Linked DNA regions of Mus musculus: all the other regions are linked to region 2. The links are chromatin contacts, called in public ChIA-PET and promoter capture Hi-C maps. All regions are on one chromosome and are shown on one strand. Each heading gives the region's core, a stretch centred on a gene start, on an enhancer-like site or on the middle of the called end of the contact. The rest is flanking DNA. Distances are from core to core; before and after follow the strand shown. Region 1 has its middle 23 kb from the start of Pla2g12b. Region 2 has its middle 20 kb from the start of Mcu. Region 3 holds the start of Dnajb12 (DnaJ heat shock protein family (Hsp40) member B12).

Evidence for each region. Promoter capture Hi-C pulls out the DNA fragments that hold promoters and counts their contacts. ChIA-PET counts read pairs in DNA pulled down with a chosen protein or histone mark.
Region 1: an RNA polymerase II ChIA-PET map of memory CD8 T cells shows a contact between it and region 2, with 11 read pairs. The contact joins two enhancer-like sites. A contact is called at or near these places in 3 of 484 Hi-C or Micro-C datasets (adipose-derived mesenchymal stem cells, cerebellum and nephron progenitors) and 2 of 115 datasets of contacts at active chromatin or transcription factors (bone marrow-derived macrophages and memory CD8 T cells).
Region 3: a promoter capture Hi-C map of liver shows a contact between it and region 2, with 2.5 times the contacts expected there. The contact joins the promoter of Dnajb12 here to the enhancer-like site in region 2. A contact is called at or near these places in 3 of 39 promoter capture datasets (hippocampal neurons, liver and maxillary cranial neural crest), 6 of 484 Hi-C or Micro-C datasets (cerebellar granule neurons, embryonic stem cells, myocytes and 3 more), 2 of 115 datasets of contacts at active chromatin or transcription factors (the NIH/3T3 cell line and fibro-adipogenic progenitors) and 3 of 9 other capture datasets (adipose tissue, liver and pancreatic islet).

What each region holds. Positions count from the first base shown.
Region 1 is chr10:59,379,134-59,383,085 of GRCm38.p6, reverse strand. No RefSeq gene overlaps it. Among named protein-coding and RNA genes, the nearest start is that of Pla2g12b, 23 kb to the left of the region's middle. Within about 2 kb of position 2,150, at least 62 of the 459 cell types and tissues checked have an H3K27ac peak or open chromatin away from gene starts, as enhancers often do. A contact at or near this core is called in memory CD8 T cells, where this site is marked.
Region 2 is chr10:59,635,008-59,638,860 of GRCm38.p6, reverse strand. No RefSeq gene overlaps it. Among named protein-coding and RNA genes, the nearest start is that of Mcu, 20 kb to the right of the region's middle. Within about 2 kb of position 1,955, at least 158 of the 459 cell types and tissues checked have an H3K27ac peak or open chromatin away from gene starts, as enhancers often do. A contact at or near this core is called in the NIH/3T3 cell line, adipose tissue, fibro-adipogenic progenitors and 4 more, where this site is marked.
Region 3 is chr10:59,878,081-59,882,000 of GRCm38.p6, reverse strand. Dnajb12 (DnaJ heat shock protein family (Hsp40) member B12) reads right to left here and starts at 2,418. Exons shown (of 9, transcript NM_019965.3): 1 at 2,191-2,418. The coding sequence starts at 2,323.

The DNA of each region.
Region 1 (3,952 bases), core at 901-3,400, 260 kb after region 2:
TGTTCTATTTTCCTTTGTTCCTCTCGGGGAATGAATGAGTCTGCGCACTGCCTCTCTGCGCACTGCCTCTCTGCGCATTGCTGACGCACTACGGGCTGACGCACTACGCAGGGCGGGGACTCCGCATAGGGCGGGAGTGCACCTGGTAGCCGATTGCCCTGAGGCCAATTAGCAAACTGGCCTTCGCCAGCCGCTTTTGGCTTTTTTCTTGAATGACTAGTTAGCACTTTACTTGGCGGCTGGTATCCTTTTCTTTCATAATGAGCCGCTTTTTTCTCCCAGTCTGTTTCTTCAGAGCACAGGCTCCTTCTCCTAGAGACCTCCGCTAATCGATCTTTTTTCTTTTCTTTTTTCTTTTTCTTCCTTCTAATCTCTCCCCAGGTATTCCTACCTGACCTTAACTTTTCCTCGGGTTCAAGACCCTTGGAAAGGCCTGTATACTTACCGTTTCTCCTTGCTCCTACTCTCTCTCCCCGCTTTACTTCTGATAGACTGTCCTGAATTTCCTCTAGAATTTTCAGCCCTATCTTAAGCACTATATAACATGTGAAAAGGAACAAAAGGGCTTCTAACACTAGAAAAAATTTAAGGCCAAACATAACTTGTAAAGCCATTTTCCACTTTACTTCTGATAGACTGTCTTGAATTTCCTTAGAAAGTTCAAGATCAGACTTACCTCGTTCCCCAGCTGAAAAGTTCTGAATTCATACAGTTGAATCCTTCTTAACAGTCTGCTTTACGGGAACCTTTATCACCGTCGTTCCCCAGCTGATGAGTTCTGAATTCGGCAGTTGAATCCTTCTCAACAGTCTGTGTTACGGGAACCTTTATAAACGTGATCCGTAGTTCTGGTTCTGAAATGAAGTATCCCTCCTGCGCCAGTCCGGAGTTTTTTCTCGTCCCGGAATTCGGCACCAATTGTTATTAGACGCGTTCTCACGACCGGCCAGGAAGAACACAACAACCAGAATCTTCTACGGCAAAGCTTTATTGCTTATATCTTTATCGGGCCAGAGTGTAAGAAGCAAGAGAGGGAAGCAAGAGAGCGCAAGAAGCAAGAGAGAGAAAACGAAAACCCCTTCCCTCTTTTAAAGAGAACAACCATTGCCTAGGGCGCATCACTCCCTGATTGGCTGCAGCCCATGGCCGAGCTGACGTTCACGGGAAAAACAGAGTACAAGTGGTCGTAAATACCCTTGGCTCATGCGCAGATTATTTGTTTACCAACTTAGAACACAGGATGTCAGCGCCATCTTGTGACGGCGAATGTGGGGGCGGCTTCCCACAAGCAGGCACTTTAACAATGCCTTTATCTCTCCAACCTCACAACTCTAAATTTTTTTAAGCTTATAATAGAAATGAGACCGCCTGTCTTAGTCAGGGTTTCTATTCCTGCACAAAACATCATGACCAAGAAGCAAGTTGGGGAGGAAAGGGTTTATTCAGCTTACACTTCCACATTGCTGTTCATCACCAAAGGAAGTCAGGACTGGAACTCAAGCAGGTCAGGAAGCAGGAGCTGATGCAGAGGCCATGGAGGGATGTTACTTACTGGCTTGCTTCCCCTGGCTTGCTCAACTTGCTTTCTTATAGAACCCAGGACTACCAGCCCAGGGATGGCACCACCCACAATGGGCCCTACCCCTTTGATCACTAATTGAGAAAATGCTTTACAGTTGGATCTCATGGAGGCACTTCCCAAGTGAAACTCCTTTCTCTGTTATAACTCCAGCCTGTGTCAAGTTGACACACAAAACCAGCCAGTACATTGCCTAGTATTTTAAAAAGATTGTACGCTCCCCCAACACACACCTTGTTATCTTCATGTAGCATGTTCAAGACCATGCTGATTTGTCTGTCAGCTTCATGTAAACTGGATTTCTGCAGGGTAAGATGAGTCTGTAACCCCAGGCTCAAAGTCCCAACCCTACAACATTTTTCCAGAGCCAAGTGTGCTACACACAAGTACATGTGTTATATTTGTGTATTCAGGACACTGGACTATAGAGCCCCGATTATAGCTCAGTGAGCCTGCTGGGAGACCATGGAAATGGAAGACAAGGCAAAATGGCCATGGAAACCTAGAGGGCTCACTGTAGGTCAAACCTTGACAGAGCGATGGCATACACAGGTCCTAGCAGGAAGTCATGAAAGGTGGAGGAAGTGCAGTGTACTCTACAGGGGTCGGTGTCTATGGGTGTATTCCTCGGGACTGGGTAAGGTAGATATTGCCGCCAATGTGAGTGGGAAAGCACAGTGAGGCATCCAAACATGCTGAGTAACTTGAGGTCAGATTCTGAGTTGTGAACACCACCCAGTAGAGCAGTGCCTCCGTTCCCAGGCCTGTTCCTTACACTGCAGGGTGTTGGCTCCTGGTCTGCTGGTGCTGAGCATTTGGAAGTAGCCTGGCTATCAGTTACCCTGGAGCAGCCTCTGACAAAGGCACAGGGGAGATAGTGTGCAGATCTTGCCCTGGGCAAGAGATCCGAGTGTAACCAAGGCTCCTGCCAAGTCCTGTAGTGTAGCTGTAGCTCACTGTTGTTGTTTGGGTTTCTCCCTGCCCCCATCCCTCTCAGAACCTACTGGCACACCCACATCCTCATCCCCACCCTGCTGCTGAGAAACTGAAACTGAGAACCCCACCTCACCTTTTAAAGTTTCTCCTTTTTTCTTTCAGACCATCCCTGTATTCAGTGAATCCTGGGAACCAAGCTCAGTATCCATTGCCTGGTCTCTAATAAGGCTCTCCCTCTCCCTGCAGAGTAGGGGAGCCTCCAGGACAGACTCAGTGGAGGCCCTGCAGGACATCCGTGTCTTTGGATAGACTGTCAGTCTACAAGGCAGAGCATCTGAAGGAAAGCTAGGCCCTGGCCCATGTTTGCCGAGGGCTTAAGTGAGGAAACTGAGAAGAGCCACTTCCTGGCTCTAGTTAAAAAGCCTGAGATAGTGCACACAACCCTTGGCAGGCAGTGGGCAGTGATAGTGGTGAAAAAGAGTATCTGGTATTTGTATTTAAAGTTAATTATCAAGAGCTCCACCCCCATCCCGGAAGGGTAAACCCTGTGGTGACTCTCCTCAAATTATCAGTCACCCCACTGGAGGGGGTTGCTTTGTTAACCCTTGGAGAACTGACCTTTCACATCTCTCCAGCTACAGGGCCCTGCCACCAGAGCATCCCTGTGTCCCTGTCTGACTGCCTCTACTCTGAAATTTGCACATTCACATATGCAGGCAAACGCCCTCCCTATTGGGTACGCTTCCATCCTTCCCGAGTCCGGGTCCGTAGTGGGTTTCTTCACTTTTCCCCATTTTCTTCTCCTCTTTTACCACACTAACTTCCCACCTTGCCCTGACGGCCCCTTTACTTTTTGGCTCCCATTGCCTGTCGACATTCTGAACCTCGTCCATTTCTTAGCAGCCAGCGAGCATCTCAGCCTCTCAGCATCCTCAACCCTGCTCAGCACCACTATGCCCTCCAAAGCTAGGAGTTCTCTCTGCTCTGAACAACCTAGCAGGTTTTTAGGTCAGCTTTCTTAACACTTTTTAAGTCTGATGGTGTAATCACTTTGGGACTATGGTTCTTGTGTGTACGGTATATGTGCACTGAGTGTGTGTGTGTATGTAAAGGTCAGAAGGTCAGAGGTCAAAGTCAGGTGTCTCCCTCTGTCTCCCCATCTTAGCTTTTGAGACAGAGTCAGCCACCGGATCTGGACAGGACCAATAGGGGACGACTGTCTGGCCAGCAATCTCAGGGGATTGTCTTGTCCTTGTCTCCTCAGCTCAGAGCTACAGATGTGTCTGAGTTGATGTGTGTGATGCAGCTGTCTCCCCAGCCCTCACAGTTACTTTTATATGGCACATAGCTCAATTTTTTTCTATATATGTCCAGTCACATGAAACACAAAGAGAAAGTAATTTCCCTTTAGTTATTCTCATTTTTCTTGGCCAAGGG
Region 2 (3,853 bases), core at 706-3,205:
TAACAGTGAAATACCAGAGCACTAAATGCTGCGCTCTCTGTTATCGTCCACTGGGTCTTGGCCAGGACCTTAAGACACATTCCAATTTTTTTATTTTTCACACTCCAACAAAATGACTCATTCCCTTTCTTTCCCTCAGGAACCCGCAACTATTCTCTGGATCCCAGCTGCCTTTCTTGTAACATTAAAGCAACAAACTGCAGTTGTTTTTCTAGCCGCCTCACTGAAGTAACCAATGTCTTTAGAGTCTTTGACATCTCTTTTTAAAGAAGCCTGCCGATGAGTGTCTCACCGGCATTGACTAGCCCGTTTCTCCTCATCTTGGCCATAATACCAAATATACAAAGAAGCAGTCCGAAGCCACTAGTCTATCCTGTTAACGGCTGGTGATTTGGTTCAGGCTTAATCCTATAAAGCATTGATTGAACGTGGGATGCTCATCTCTCTTAGCAGTTCCTAACTGGATCAGTATGTAAAGCATTTAGCTGTGTGGAATTCCTGCAGGTTCTACTCAGGTTTTTTTTTTTAGTTCCCAACCCTTGCTGTCTAGAGGGGGAGACCTGCAAGAGAAGTACAATGTAATGCTGTTATCCCTGCATGTATTTATAAGACACGGCCAGCTTGCTCACACTCTAATGTTTAGCATTTGTCAGTCCCTGCATCTTAAGTCCCTGTCTCCTGGCCCAGTAAGAGCCCCTGACATCTAGCACTGGTGTTCACTGGCTCAGTTTTAAAGTTTCAGTCCTTTTTTTTTGTCTTTTCTTTTAAATGATGTCCCTAGTTCGGTAAAACTTCACAGTGAGCATAATTACTTGGCTTAAGTATTTTTAAGCATTATTTTTATGGCCGCAGAAATCAGCGCCTTGTTGGAAGGGGAGGCACGGGGGCAGTACGTACTATACTGCACAGACACATTCTGGGACGTTGCTTCAGAAGCCAGACCATAGTGAAATGTAGGAAATAAGTAATGAGTTTTTTAAGTATGTTCTCCTCTGTTTCTAGTGTACTTTCCCACCTGTAAATCCAGATGATGTAATGCCTAAGAAGTATTAAGTTTCTCCAGTGCTTTTCCAATAGCCTGGCTCTTGAGTAAAACCATCTGTAGCACATCACTGGATTTAAATTTATCTCAGAGTCTGAAACAAAAGCTTAGTCTGGAAGCTAACAAGTCATTTTATTTATTTATTTATTTTTCTTTTTTATCTAAAGCAACTCTTGACCCAAATACACAGACACTGATTTTGATTAGGTTAACAGCAAACACGAAGACTGCAATGTGTCTGGTGTTGTGCCTCAAGCAAGATTAAGAACCTTCTCATTTTCCTCCCCATTTCGATAAAAAAACATCTCTCTCTCTCTTTTCCTCCCTCTTTCCCTCCCCCTCCCGCTCTCTCTAGGTTTCTAGGCTGTACTTGACTGCCCCTTGCTCTCATGTCATTTCATTCCATCGTTCCAGATGTTTGCCACATCCTGATGGCTCCACTTCCCAACAACATCCAGGTTCCATCACTTCTCTTTCTCCATCACCCCCAGCCTGTGCAAACTGTTATTCTTTTGTCCTGAGAAAATGGTCCTGCTTATACCCTTGCACCATGAGCACATGCGCAGAAAGCAGAAAGCAGAAAGCAGAAAGCAGGAGGGTCCTTTTAACTTGCAATATGTGCTTTCTTTCTGTGTAGTATTTTCGGACAGCCTCGTACCTCACTCCAAGTGAAAGCCGGAAATCGTTACAGTGGTCCAGGGACCCCAACATCATTGACAAATCTCCCCACTTTTCTGACCTTACCTACCACTCTGCTCAAGCCGCTCAACTACCTGTGTTCCTCCCTGGTCCTCCCTGGTCCCTGCAGGAACACCTCAGCAGAGTCTGAGTCCCATGTAGTATATGTAGTCTTCTCCAGAAGACCGTCATGACTGACACGCTTGGTTTTCGTTTCGTTTCTTTTCTTTTTCCTGTAGCTCTGAGGCTTTTCATTGGCTAGCTCAGCACTTCACTGCTGAGTTGGCCAGCCCTGCCCCGCTCTTCCTTACCGTCTTCCCAGAGAACATTTTCCTCAGAACATTGTTTAAAAAGGCAGTGGTGGAGTTCGCCTTTAATCCTAGTATTGGGCAGGCAGGCAGGCAGGCAGGCAGGCAGGCAGGCAGGCAGGCAGGCAGGCAGATCCCTGAGTTCGAGGCCAGTTTGGTCTACAGAGTGAGTTCCAGGAGAGCCGGGCTACACAGTGAGACTCTGTCTCAAAAACAGGCAAAGGAATAAAAATTGTATTTCCACTTATTACCCACAGAATTTTCCACTTGGATTTTTTACATAGACTCATTTCTATTAACTTACTCTGTGCTTTACTTGTTGATAGATTCCTCCCATCCCAACCCCAAATAGAATATAAACTACACAAAGTCTTTGTCTGTATTATTCACTAAGTATTCCTCAGTGTCTAAGATCCCCGGATACTCTTTGATATGTTAATTGCCATATATATATATATATTTTTTTATGAAGGAATAAAAATATGTCATCAAGCAGTTGCAAGGTTGATCATGGGTACATTTGTAACCAATGTAACCGCAGTGTCTGGTTTTCAACTCTGGTCTCCTGGTTACTAATCCCTAACATTGTTGCCAGGCACCCACAGTTCTGACATGCCTGCTAAGATCCCTGTCAGCTCCCAGCCCAGCCCTGTACCTTAAGTCTTACTTGGCTGCCTTCTTTGTACCTTGGGTTACTTTTTAGAAACATGATTTGTGTCTGTGTCTGAGCTTTGAATCCTTTTTCTCTTTTGAGAGAGCAAAAGGATCTCATTATATAGACCAGGCAGGCCTTGGGGTCATGATCCTCTTGTGTTTCAAGTGCTAGAATTACAGGTAGGCAAAACCACGCCTGGATTCTTATTATTCTATATTATTATTATTTGCTATTAGGGAAACACCAGGGCTCCTTATACATCTAAAGCTCTACCACTGAGCAACATCTCTGAGTAGAGCTTTGGGACTGATTTTGGATCTGTAACAGATTTATTACAAAATGCATTTTCCTTATCATCTCCAAAACTTAATCAAAAGCCAAGTGTAATAGTAATCGTCATGGTTTGAATATGCTTGGCCTAGGGAGTGGCACTATTTGGAGGTGTGGCCTTGTTGGAGTAGGTGTGGCCTTGTTGGAATAGGTGTGCCACTGTGGGACTGGGCTTTAAGACCCTCATGCCAGCTGCCTGGAAGTCAGTCTTTCACTAACAGTCTTTAGATGAAGATATAGAACTCTCAGCTCCTCCTGCACCATGCCTGCTTGGATGCTGCCTTGTTCCTGCCTTGATGATAATGGACTGAACCACTGAACCTGTAAGCCAGCCCCAGTGAAATGTTGCTCTTATAAGAGTTGCCGTGGTCATGGTATCTGTTCACAGCAGTCAAACCCTAACTAAGACAGTAATCGTCTTTGCCTTTAATTCCAGCTCGTGGCAGGCAGAGGCAAATGAATCCCAAGTTCAAAATTATCCTGTGCTACATAGCAAGTTCAAAGGTAGCTTGGGCTACCCAGTAAGATCCTGTCTCAAAATAAGTAACCCCAAACTTAAAATATGTGGTGGTGTGAGCCTGCAGTCACAGCTACTTTGAAGGCCAATGCAGGAAGAATGTTTAAGTCCAGTTTGAGGCCAGCCTAGATAATACAATGAAATGCTGTGTTTAAAACAAATTAAAATGGTTCATTATAAGGATAAACACTTCTTTCAGCAATTGGATAGGAGATGACTTATCTGTCAAGTCTTCTGTTGTCTCTATAAGATACATGAAAATTCCAACAAAATTCAGGTTTGACATAAACACAGAATTAAACGGATTAGAGGCAACCTGCCAG
Region 3 (3,920 bases), core at 1,169-3,668, 240 kb before region 2:
TTCTTCCCTGGAAGTCTGCATCCTTGCAGATCTTGCCAATCCTGCTGTGCCACTCGGCATCAAGCAGTGAACAAAGAGATTCAACATCAGTTTACTTTTCTCTAGATAAAGATAAGGTCTTGCTAGGTAGCCCAGGTGACCTCAGACTTGAGGCAATCCTCTTGCCTCAGGAGTCACAGGCATGGATCACCCTACCTGCAACCATCTAACTCCTAGCTAAACATTCAGTGTAGACAGCCGTCTAAGATTTCCTGGGCCTAAACTAGCCTTACATCCTTGTCCGTTTAGGCGAGGTTGCTGTTAAGTTTAAGTGCATGAGGCATTTGTTTTTTTTATTTTTTTTAAAAAGATTTTTATTTATTATGTGTAAGTATATTGCAGCTGTCTTTAGACACCAGAAGAGGGTGTCATATCTCACTACGGATGGTTGTGAGCTACCATGTGGTTGCTGGGGTTTGAACTCAGGACCTCTGGAAGAGCAGTCAGTGTGCTCTTACCCGCTGAGCCATCTCACCAGCCCGGTATTTGTTTTATCCATCAGAGATATAACAAATATCCAAATCGTGGGCCTCTGAGATGACTCAGACAGCGAAGGTACTTACTGCCAAGACTGACTACCTGAGTTTGATAGACACAGCCGACTCCACCAAGTTATCCGCTCATGAGCATGAACACATGAATACACACACACACACACACAGAGCAAGCCCTGCAATGACATCCTATCTAGATTCCTGAACTAGCACAGGTGGCCTCTGCCATGCCCTAAAGCTCTATTTCATCAGCTTTCTTAACTGCTCCTGGGCTACCAGCAGTAATCAGAATTCTGACAGTCTGCACCCCGCCTGGTGCTATCCACTTATAAAAAGGGAATTATCCCATAGGGAAGCAGTTACCAGAGCAGATCGAAACTCTCTCCTAGCAGAGGCAAAGAGACCAAAGATCAACCTGCAGAGTCAGGAGGGAGGAAAGTTCAGGAACGCAGCTGCCTCTAAGGTCAGCACTCCAAACCTGGGCAGGGAAGGTGAGAGGCTGGCTGCTGCGTCTTCATTTCATTTTAATAAACACGTATGGAATCTCAGGGTTTTCCACTTTCTAGCTGTGTCACATCCTAAGACGCTTATCGATGAGTTAGTTCCTCATCTTGAGAAGATAGAAGGGTGGTGTTCTGTCTTCCTGACTTTACAGGATCAGGTGGCAAAACACACGAGAAAGAACTTTCTACACAGAAAAGCACTATGGGTATTCTTGTTTATATACATTATCTGTTCCAACTTCCTGAACTTCCAGATGGGGAAACCCAAGCTCACGATGAGATGTGGGTCTCTTAATTCTGAAAGTCTGCTACATGTCAGAGAGTTTACTAACTCCACAGAAACAAATCCTGTGTCTTTCTCCTTCCCAGCTGGTATTAAAATTTTCTTTGGTCACTTCGGTTACAAACGCAAAAATGAGGGGGAGGTTACCAGGTAAAGTGAGACGATTGGGTAGCGAAGACAAGATCACTATTCCCTCCCTGGGTTGGGAGGTCTCAGACCTAGGCTATTAGCTACCTGGAGCTCAGCAGCCGTAGCAGTCCATAAGACCCGCCACCCGGGCTTGCTGAGGAAGAAGGTGGGATAGGGTGGCTGACACTGGGATCTTCAACAATCCATCCACTCCGAAACACCGCTTTCAAGAGACTGCAGGAAGGACTGCGAGTTGGAATGTCTTATTTCGCTAAGGGTTCTCTGATTGGAGCGAATGAATTCCTTCCCTCTCTAGAACCCATTCTCCCTTAGAATAGTTATGTTTATTTTCCTGAACTATAATATTTCCCAGGCCGGCCAGTGGCCCTGAGCCACCGAACAGCCCTCTGGGAGAAGTAGTTCGCTTTCGCGTCCACAAGAGTCCTCTTCACCGGGTCTCCCAGCGCGTCTCCTTCCCAGAAACCTCACATTCCAGAGGCCTCCACAAGCACTGGGAAGGGGTTGGGAGCCGGGCCCTCGGGGGTCTCCAGGGGGCCAGCATCCTAGAGACCGCGGCACCGCTGGACTACGAATCCCAGCAGCACCCGCGCGCGCCAGTGCGCAGGCGTAGCCGCGCCTCGCCACCCCTCCCCCCTCCGCCAACTGCTCCCGTCGGTCCGTTCCCGTGGTCCCCCGATCCGTGCTAATGCCCCCTTCGGTCCCTGCGGCGCCTCCCACTCACCGCTGACTCGTGGCGTCGGGTAGAGCCGCTGCGCCTTCTCCAGGAAGCGCAGCGCCCGCTCGGGCTGGTTGCTTTGGATGGCCTTGAGGGCGATGCTGATACAGCGCTCGGCTTCATCCTTGTTGGATTCCATGGCGGAACCCGAGCACGGAACCAGGGAGGGGGAGGCCGGGCGAGCGAAGGGCTGCGCCAGCCGCCGGCGCGTCGCGGGGCAGGCCGGCGCGGAAGGATGACATAACCCTCCGCCCCTCCTTCCCGGGATTTGAGTGAGGGTTGAACCCGGGCGGAAGCCCTACCGTATGTCTCCTAAGAAAGGGGCGTTCGGTTCGGAGGCGCTAGAACGCGCGGGCGCTCTAGAGCGCAAATGCTGAAGTTGAGTGTGCGCGCACGTTCGGGTGGTAGCCTCTGCGTTCCAGTCCGACTATCTGTGAATCGTACAGATGTTTACCGATTGTCAGACGCTGCTGTCTGATGTGGCAGTGGTATCAAAACAAAACCGTGTCCTCACAGAGCTTTCGTGGGTGGGGAGAAGTCAAGTAAACGGAAACATTCAGATAGTGACACAGTCAAGGCAAATATCGAAAAGTAGAGGGATGGAAGGGAGGGCTACCATTTAAGATAGCTTAATATATCAGAAACTCATTTTACAGGCTCTGAACTCTAAAGAAACAGGAACATGTGATTGGAGGAAGGGTGGTTCGACTGGAGGAAATAACAGATGGAAAGGCTCCGCATAAGGATTTTCGTTGTGAGTTATTGCGGGGATTAAGGAGGAGTTTACAGGAGTCACTACAGAGTCACACCAGTCAGGATGCAGCTCAGCCTACCTCCCACTTAAGTGACAGCAACTTAGTGAAGGTTGCCAATGACTTCCACTAGGCTAAATCTCCTGGCTATTTCTTAGCCCTTGCACTATGGTCTTTCACAAGAAACTACAATAAACCAAATGAATGTTAAAGGGTGCAATGCGATGGTGGTGTAAGCCTTCAATCCCAGCCCTTGGGAAGCAGAAGGACTCTGAGTTCAAGGCCAACCTGGTCTACAAAGTGAGTTCCAGGACAGCCAAAGGTACAAAGAGAAACTCTGTCTCGAGAAACAGACACAAACAAAAGTTAAAGAGCAGCTGTTATAATCAAGTGAGACTCGGTGAATATATATTCATCGAGTTGCAGATACACACACATATACATATATATAAAGCATAAATATATAACATAAACATATAAAACATATAAACACACACACACACACACACACAACTAGAAAAGATCATCCGAGTGAGATAATCCACACTCAGAAAAACAAACATGGTATCTCACTTATAAGTAGATTATAGCCATAGATAGAGTACAGGATAACCATTCTACAATCCACAGACCCAAAGAAGCTAAGTAACAAAAAGAGCCCAGGAAAGGATGTTTGAATCTCACTGAGAAGAGGAAATGAAATAGTCACAGGGGTAGAGGGAGGGATGGAGCAGGGTTGGAAAGGAGGTGGGCAGGGGAAGAGGAGGGGTGAGTGTTGGGAGAACTGCCATGGAGACTTAGCTGGGTCGGAACTCCCTCTGAGAAGTTTGAATATTAGATGTTTGATATAGGGAGGATGTATTGGCGATGGGAATGGCAATCGGGATTGTGCAACCATACGGTGTAGGGAAGACGGAGGGAGGGCTGACGGTGGAGACCATGCTTAGAAGGTGTAAAACCCTGGCTTTAATTCCCCAGCAATGC